3 separate regions of the Zea mays genome follow, and regions 1 and 3 are each linked to region 2. Evidence: chromatin contacts called from public Hi-C data. All regions are on one chromosome and are shown on one strand. Each heading gives the region's core, a stretch centred on a gene start, on an enhancer-like site or on the middle of the called end of the contact. The rest is flanking DNA. Distances are from core to core; before and after follow the strand shown.

Region 1 (2,905 bases), core at 22-2,521, 360 kb before region 2:
TTTCTCACCTAATTGTAGCCTATGGAAAAATTTAGATGGAATAATTTAGGTATCAGACATCCATGGATATTGTACAGATGGAAGCACACAAATATAGACTGACAATCCAGAAAGATATAACAGAGGAAGCAAGCAATACCATATTAAGCTAACGTCAACTCACTGCCTACATCCAGTTCCCAATCGAGACACCAAAAACATGCCATATGACTCCACAACAACATAGCAAATCCGCATAGTCTTTTGGATCTAGCTGTCCATTAAATTTGTCCTTATACATGTGTTGTTGTCACTCCATCATACAGAAACAAGACAGCAAGTTATACCTGATACGTGAAGTTGACCAGCGTGGGGCCAGGTCCAAGACCACCGGTATCCACCCCGAGGCCGTCCTTCCATTCCGCCGGTATGGCCGGACCGCCCAGGCTTCGAATGATCGCTGCTGCCGTCTTGGCCGACACCGGCATGGAGGGGATACTCGGAAACCGCTGCTTGACTGCCTTATCGTCGAACTTCAAACGCTCCGCACCGCTGGTGGCGGCCCACCCGGGGGTGAGCGGATCGCCGGGGCCGCCGAGAAGAACGACTCCTCTCTCGACGCCGCCGTCCGCGTTGCCCGCGATGAGCACGGCGACGGCTCCCTTGTCCGCAGCGCGCGCCACAACCCCGCCGCGGTACCCACCCCCGCGGCGCGCCACCGCGACGCGGCCGCGCACGCCCACTCCAAGCCTCTCGAGCACGACGTAGTCCTCCTCGCGGCCGAGGTTGACGAACACCGCCTCCGCGACGGCCCCGCCGGACGGCGCGTACGCGTGGTACGGAGGCACGACGCGGCGCCCCTCGTCCGCGGGCTCCTCGAGCGACAGGCGCGCGAGCAGGGACCCGTCGGGCCGGAGCAGCGCGAGGGAGGCGTGCCCAGGGTACGAGAGCAGCGGCTCGTACTCGCGCGTTAGGGTTTGGAGTCCCGCGGCGCGGAGGCGGGCGAGCACGTGCGCGGCTGCACCCGCCGACGCAGGCGTCCCCGCGAGGTGCGGCCCCGCGGTGAGCGCGCGGAGGTCAGCCGCGATGCTCGCGTTGGCCCCGGGGGACTGCGACAGGAACAGCCGGGACCGGGAGGGATCAGTGAGTCGGTCGCTGGCGGCGGCCGCCGCCACATGGGGCCTCCCGGGGCGGCGGTGGAGAACGAGCAGCGAGACGAGGAGCAGCAGCCCGAAGGCAGCTACGAGCCGGACGGAGCCGGGGGGCAGACGGGCCAGGACGGAGTGCGGCATTCCTCAGGCCCTGCGCGGCACCGGAACTGACCGCACACGCCGGTTCCGGCAGGCTTTGCGACGGCGGAGGCGAGCGAGTGACGGAGTGAGCGTGTGAAATGGGAGCTCGTGAAATGGCGAGGAGGGACAGGAGCCAGGATGCTTTCCTGGGTGCTTCGGTGTGTATCACTACCACCGTGCCGCCGTACGCAGCTTTACGCCCCGACCCCCGTTAATGGAGCTTTTCCGTTGCCACTGCACACTCCATCAGTTGAGCTGAAGCGACTGCGGTCCGGGTCAGGTACTCCGGCACGTTCATTCAGGTGTCCGCACAGTCGGCGCACACGCAGATTGGCTGGGTCCGGCCGGCATCGGCAAGAGCTCTCCTGTCTGTTATCTCGCCACAAAAATAATATGGCATACCTATAATATAAAACAGTATTTTACATGATCACATAGATTAGTCGGTTAAATAAAAAACTAACTTTAGAAAAATAGGTAAACTATGATAATTAGATAACGAATCAAACATGCTCTAAATTTTTAGTGACTTTTGCATGACCGGATTAGGCACTTGAGCTTAGGGTAGAACCAACAGGTAGCTTCGATAGGCCCCTAACTATCCTAGAATTTGGTTTAAAAACAAAACTATTTCTCATGGTTTAGACATAAGGAAACAAATCTATACAGTTTGGAACCTAAATTGATGAATTAAATGTGTTATGATCATTTTGTTATTTTCTGTTCTTGAACTGAATTGATGGAATTTATATATGTGGTACCGAATTATGGGCGATATTACATTTAAAATATTTTCTTCTTAACTACTCTAGGTTCAAATTCTAGATCTGCCACTACTTGGGCTCATAGCCTGGACCGGGCTAGCCCTATGTGCCTCGTCTCATGGCATCATTTACGCTACTTAGGTTATGTCGGGACGATAAATTCTAGTTTGGTATTGGTTTGTATTGTCATATCATTGCAACCCAAGGTTGGACTGTGCACTAATCTCTTCTCTACTACTGTAAATTACCTGTTTCCACCATTTCCCCACATTTAAATAGTAAAAAGAGCTAAAATTATGCACATATATAGATTTAAACCATGGTTGTTGGCTCCAAACATACATTCACAACCACGTAGCCAACAAAACACACATGTCTTTGGGTGTTATACTTTATACTCAAGCGTGTATAGAAACCATAACAACGTACAAATACCTAACTAGTTCCTCTAACTCATGTCTTCTCATCTAAATTCTAAACACAAATATCCAGTGAGTTTTTATGGTTCATGCAACGCGCGCACTCTAAAAAAGACGAGGGTCTATCTTGTCGGCAACCGAAATAAGTCTACGTGGTTGGTACTTGCACTCACACTTTGTTGACAACCAAAATATAACTCCAGAACAAGGGTTTGTCTTGTTTGCTACTATTTTAGTGCTGTAACATTCTAAGTCTCTGACCACAAATATCTTCATTGTGTTGGATGTGTATTCTACATTCGGTTAACATGAACCGAATTAGGCTTAACCCAACTAACTCCCTAATCCACACGCCCTTGATTTGGGGGCACCTAACCTAATGTTTGCAGCCCCCAGCTCACCTTGCACCATATAAAAGGGATTAAGGGGCCGACAATATTATCTAACACAT
Region 2 (3,070 bases), core at 328-2,827:
CCGTCTGTCAGTGTCCGGGAGCGGAACAACGAGCCCGAGCTTCCTGGCTGATGCGCGCACACACACGGTGGCTGACGAGCGGGACCCAATGTCATCCACCCGAGCAGCATGGCGGCTGGGGTTGGCGGCTTGGCGCTGTGGAAGCGCTGGTGGGCTAGTTGGATGGTTGTTGGGCCGCACGGCTGAGGGAGAAATGGGCCGACTGAAGAACAATCGGCCCAATCGCAGCCAGATTTGTTTATTTCCTTTTCTGTTTTTAGTTTTCCTTTGTATTATTCTCCTTTTGAATTTCAAACTTGAATTCAAGCATTTGTGGCGCATTCTGTACCCAACATTTAGGTGTATAGTTTGATCATACTACTTATAGAATAAATTTATTTATTTATAATTTTTTTTGTATTGTGTAATATTTTTCTCCTTCTATTTTTAATCCCAATGTTAATTTGGGTTCCAATTCAAATCTCAATTCATTATTATATTTTTTTATTGGTACTAGTGTTATTATTCAATGCACAATCGAATGAACTCCAACATGATACATTAGGTATACATATTTATTCTAATTAATTTATTTGTTTGCTAAACGTTTGAACTATAAAGCACACTCATATTGCCTTCTTTCATTTTAGGAAAATAGTATTTTGCTTGTGAAATAGGGAGTAAAAGTTACTTCAAATTTATTATTCATGTAAATAAAGGATTATGGTGCATTATTTGATGATATGCATAATTATTTAGTTGGATAGGAATCTTTTCTATTAATTCTTTTCTAAAATATTTCTTGGTTTCCAAAATTGAGTCCTCAAATTCCCATACTCAAATGTAATTTAAGTTTACTATTTTATTACCTCATATTTTTATTTTATTATTATTATATTTTTTTTCTATACACCTTTTAGGCCTTACAGGAAGACGGACGGCGTTTTGCTTGGAGACATGCTGCGCAAAACTTCTGACCGCTGCCTTCTCAGCCCAAAATCTCATACGCCGACGAACGACCTGAGTATTGATGAGTAGTCAGACACATAAATCCGTGGCGACGGTACTCATCGCCTGCTCGAAAAAACGCGGCGGGCACCGTGAAAAGCGCCCGAAAACGGCAGAAATGCTCGCGCGCCGGGGACGAAAACCGCGGGGTTGCCGCGCCCGCCCACCCGCCCGCATGCGGCCTGGGGGCTCTCCGGCGGCTACCTGGGCTGCCTGGCCCGCAGAGAGACACGGCCCGACGCCCTTCACCTTACCATTGCGTCTCGCGACTCTCGCCATTTTCCTGCTTACGCACACGCGAACCTTGTGTGCGCTGCAGCTGGGCACACCGACACTTCCCTCCGTCCGGCCCCGCATGCCAGCCTGTGCCCTCTCGCTGTCCCCACCCACCACACCGCGTCTCACGTCTCTCTCGCTCCTTCCGTCGGCTGGCTAGCTTGGCTTTGGCTCTGCTTCCCCGACCTGTCCTCCATCCTCTCTCTCTCTCTTCACTGATAAGCAAGCTCTCACACACACACAGTCGCACGCCTCACTCTGCTCTCTCTCTCTCTCTCTCTCTCTCTCCATAGTCCATACTACAAAGCAGGAAAAAACACACACACACAAAAGAAAGGCTCACAATACCCACCTCCATTTAGCTACTACTACTCCCTCGCTGTCTTCCCCAACCAACAAATCGACCTAGCTAGGCACAAGAGCGCTAGACGCCGCAGCGCAGCACGCACCACCCACCGAGCGGCGGCGGAGGCAGGGCAATCCGCAGGGAGCAGAGGCCGCGCGCGCAGGCATGGGCGCGCCGGTGCACGGCGCCCTCGCCTTGTTCCTCCTGCTCCTGGTGGGGGCAGGGGCGGCGCCCGAGGAGACGGCGCCGCAGGAACCCACATTGCCAGCCACCGGCTCCGGCGCTACCGGCGCAGCGGCGGTCGGAGTCAACTCCAACTCCGTGCTGGTGGCGCTGCTGGATTCGCACTACACGGAGCTGGCGGAACTGGTGGAGAAGGCGCTGCTCCTGCAGACGCTGGAGGACGCCGTCGGGAAGCACAACGTCACCATCTTCGCGCCGCGGAACGAGGCGCTGGAGCGGGACCTGGACCCGGAGTTCAAGCGCTTCCTGCTGGAGCCGCGCAACCTCAGGTCGCTGCAGGCGCTGCTGCTCTACCACGTCCTCCCCTCGCGCCTGCCCTCCGACTCCTGGCCCGCGGCGTCCCACCCCACGCTGTCCGGCGAGGAGGTCGAGCTCGGCGCCGGCATGCGCGTCGGCCACGCCGCCGTCACGCGCCCGGACGCCGTGCTCAGGCCCGACGGGGTCATCCACGGCATCGAGCGCCTCCTCGTGCCGCGCTCCGTGCAGGAGGACTTCAACCGCCGCCGCAGCCTCGCGGCGATCTCGGCCGTGCTGCCCACGGGCGCGCCCGAGGTGGACCCCAGGACGCACCGCCTCAAGAAGCCCGCGCCGCCGGTGGCCCCCGGCGCGCCCCCCGTGCTCCCGGTCTGGGACGCCATGGCGCCCGGCCCCTCCATCGCCCCCGCGCCGGCGCCTGGCCCGGGCTCCGGGAAGCACCACTTCGACGGCCACAGCCAGGTCAAGGACTTCATCCAGACGCTGCTCCTCTACGGCGGCTACAACGAGCTCGCCGACATCCTCGTCAACCTCACCTCCCTCGCCACCGAGATGGGCCGCCTCGTCTCCGAGGGCTACGTCCTCACCGTGCTCGCCCCCAACGACGAGGCCATGGCGCGCCTCACCACGGACCAGCTCAGCGAGCCCGGCTCGCCCGAGAACATCCTCTACTACCACATGATCCCCGAGTACCAGACCGAGGAGTCCATGTACAACGCCGTGCGCCGCTTCGGCAAGGTGCGCTACGACACGCTGCGCCTGCCGCACAAGGTCGTGGCGCGGGAGGCCGACGGCTCCGTCAAGTTCGGCCAGGGCGAGGGCTCCGCCTACCTCTTCGACCCGGACATCTACACCGACGGGAGGATCTCCGTGCAGGGCATCGACGCCGTGCTGTTCGCGCCGGACGACACCAAGGCCACGCAGACAGCCGACCCTAACAGGAAGCCTCCCGCCATCGTCACC
Region 3 (3,000 bases), core at 459-2,958, 490 kb before region 2:
CAGAATACCAGCACAGGGCTGCAATGATTGAGCAGTTCAATAGCAGCAACAAATGGAAGAAACGCGGCATTTCTTGTGTGCCAGCCACTTATGAGGTTAATCTTCGACCAACTCCAGGCAAGGTGTCAATCATGAATGATGGTTCCATCGCTGTCGAGGTTGGAGGAATTGAGATAGGTCAAGGATTGTGGACTAAAGTGAAGCAGATGACGGCCTTTGGACTGGGACAGCTGTGTCCTGATGGTGGCGAATGCCTTCTGGACAAGGTTCGGGTTATCCAGGCAGACACATTAAGCCTGATCCAAGGAGGTATGACTGCTGGGAGCACCACTTCTGAAACTAGCTGTGAAGCAGTTCGGCAATCGTGTGTTGCACTTGTTGAGAGGCTGAAGCCTATCAAGGAGAGTCTCGAAGCTAAGTCCAACACAGTGGAATGGAGTGCCTTGATTGCTCAGGTGAGGATAATAACTTAACTCTAACTCTGTTGGTAACATGCCACTTAATATGATTGAAAGAGATGCCAAGAAATAAAGTTACTCAAATCTGTTTGCCTCCCTTCATTCCATCATTAATGTATTGCAGTCGGTAGCAATGTCAAATAAGTTTAAGGAACTGGAACTCAATATCAAGCAGTTTAAATTATTCATGACATTTGTTCCTCATTTACAGGCAAGCATGGCGAGTGTGAACCTATCAGCACAGGCGTACTGGACTCCTGATCCATCTTTCAAGAGCTACTTGAACTACGGAGCTGGCACCAGTGAGGTATCCTTGATCCAAAATACAATACTAACAGCACAAGCGCAATTAGCAAGCGATTTTGTTGGAGGTTGCAGATTTGCAGCTAAAGTTCTTTAAACCTGACATTTCATTGGGATTTTGCAAATGGTCATCGCAGGTGGAAGTTGATATCCTAACAGGAGCAACCACAATTCTGCGAAGCGACCTGGTGTATGACTGCGGGCAGAGCCTAAACCCTGCTGTAGACTTGGGCCAGGTCAGCTATAAAATGAACACAGTTCACGCAGACCATTGTATCAACAAAAATGTGCTCCTCCTCTAAAAACACTGTTCATCATTTATCCAGATCGAGGGCTGCTTTGTCCAAGGAATAGGGTTCTTCACGAACGAGGACTACAAGACGAATTCCGACGGCTTGGTCATCCACGACGGCACATGGACGTACAAGATCCCCACGGTGGATAATATCCCGAAGGAGTTCAATGTTGAGATGTTTAACAGCGCCCCTGACAAGAAGCGTGTCCTATCTTCCAAAGGCAAGTATCTCCTCACAATGTTTCATCCCCTCTCCACATTCTCAACACTCATGCGGACATCATCAAATTCTGGTAACTGCATATGAAAAAAAAACCAAAATCCTGACATACCGGGGACTTGTTTGCAGCGTCGGGCGAGCCGCCGCTGGTTCTCGCAGCCTCGGTGCACTGCGCGATGAGGGAGGCCATCAGGGCGGCGAGGAAGGAGTTCTCGGTCAGCACCAGCCCCGCGAAATCCGCCGTCACATTCCAGATGGACGTGCCGGCGACGATGCCCGTCGTCAAGGAGCTCTGCGGCCTCGACGTCGTGGAGAGGTACCTCGAGAACGTGTCTGCCGCCAGTGCCGGCCCAAACACAGCGAAAGCATAGATCCAGCAGGCCTCAGGGTGCAGTCGGCGCACTGCCAGAGATGATGTGTGCTGCCCTGATGTACAGACAGTACAGTACAGAGGAGAGAGAATTGGGGGAACTCAGGAACTGCGAGGAGCGATGAACAGTATATAGAGTGAAAAATAAAAGTGCTTCGTACTAATAATCACTAGAAAAAATTATGCACATCTCCCACGCACTACCGGCACGACTGTTGAATATTTTGTAAAATAAGATGTCATAAGCTATTTATTTTCTGTATGATTAGATCAGCAAATAATTTAATTCAAGTATAAATCACAGAAATCCGCTATTGTGCACCGAAAAATAAAATCCTGATAAGCATTAAACACCAAGCTAGGAAATTGATGCAGCAAACACACATAATATCCCATTTTCGATATGAAAATGAAATCACAAAAAAATAAGAGGCATTTTCGATACTACCACATAGTGCTACCTGTTGACAATCACTCATCATCAACCCGAACCACAAAGGACAAGTCAACCTTGTGTTCTCAATCTCCCCCTTAATGAGTGCATTGTCAACACCACCATTTGAGCATATGTAAACAGAAAGAGGAAGGAGAAGAGAAATTCAATCAAATGACCATAAGAGATAAAAACCAGACAAGTCATTTAGAGTAAGCAAAACTTGGTCCCCAAAGAAATGGGCAACGGCTCAACACGACAAAGCAAGAAAAGGCTAGCCCTCAATAAAAAGCAAAAGCAGGGTTCAACACCACTAGCCAAAAGCCAAGATCTCATCGGAGCACAAAAGAAGATCAGAGCATAAAAAACCAATTCAGAGCATAAGATCAACACAAAAGGCTAAAATCTTCTTCCAGAACGAGGCAAACGACTCAACACAACTAGCAATAGCTCCAAATAACATATCTCACCCTCTTGAATGAGAGGAAGCCCGAAAGACATAATTCTCCCCCTAGATAGAGAAAACAGGAAATCTCAAAATCTCTCCCCTTATTGACAAGTGAACTCATCAAGCACAGATAGGGTAGAAAGAAAAAACTCCCCCTTGACAAGAGAACCTCCCCTGAGAGAAAAAAAACAGAAATGCAACAAAGAGTATAAAATAGAGAAAATGCATGAGCTTCAGGAGTATACCAGCCAGAGTGTAAAAAATGCTCTAAGTGGTGTTGTGCTAAATGTGCAGCAATAAATGCATGTGGTAGCAGATGCTCAAACTGGGCATATGCACAAGATATGTGAAGTGTAAGTATTTTGATTTAGTTTTAAGCATTTCAAAGAGATGTTCACCACAAAGACAACACTAAGCATATAGTAAGCAGGAAATCAACTAAGTGTCAGTCACATGTGAACAATGTGAACTAC

The links. Hi-C and Micro-C count contacts between places; a contact is called where the count stands out from the background.
Region 1: a Hi-C map of ear shows a contact between it and region 2, with 2.3 times the contacts expected there. The contact joins the promoter of VP8 here to the promoter of LOC100191430 in region 2. A contact is called at or near these places in 6 of 25 Hi-C or Micro-C datasets (bundle sheath, ear, endosperm and 3 more).
Region 3: a Hi-C map of ear shows a contact between it and region 2, with 2.2 times the contacts expected there. The contact joins the enhancer-like site here to the promoter of LOC100191430 in region 2. A contact is called at or near these places in 2 of 25 Hi-C or Micro-C datasets (ear and leaf).

The regions. Positions count from the first base shown.
Region 1 is chr1:293,130,839-293,133,743 of Zm-B73-REFERENCE-NAM-5.0, reverse strand. It overlaps VP8 (Probable glutamate carboxypeptidase VP8), which reads right to left and starts at 1,271. Exons shown (of 10, transcript NM_001127252.1): 1 at 327-1,271. The coding sequence starts at 1,271.
Region 2 is chr1:292,773,160-292,776,229 of Zm-B73-REFERENCE-NAM-5.0, reverse strand. LOC100191430 reads left to right here and starts at 1,577. Exons shown (of 2, transcript NM_001136863.1): 1 at 1,577-3,070. The coding sequence starts at 1,775.
Region 3 is chr1:293,263,464-293,266,463 of Zm-B73-REFERENCE-NAM-5.0, reverse strand. It overlaps AO1 (Indole-3-acetaldehyde oxidase), which reads left to right. Exons shown (of 10, transcript NM_001111838.1): 6 at 1-455; 7 at 670-765; 8 at 899-997; 9 at 1,088-1,277; 10 at 1,406-1,907. The coding sequence ends at 1,647. Among protein-coding and RNA genes, the nearest start is that of AO1, 7.3 kb to the left of the region's middle. Within about 2 kb of position 1,708, at least 17 of the 20 cell types and tissues checked have an H3K27ac peak or open chromatin away from gene starts, as enhancers often do. A contact at or near this core is called in ear and leaf, where this site is marked.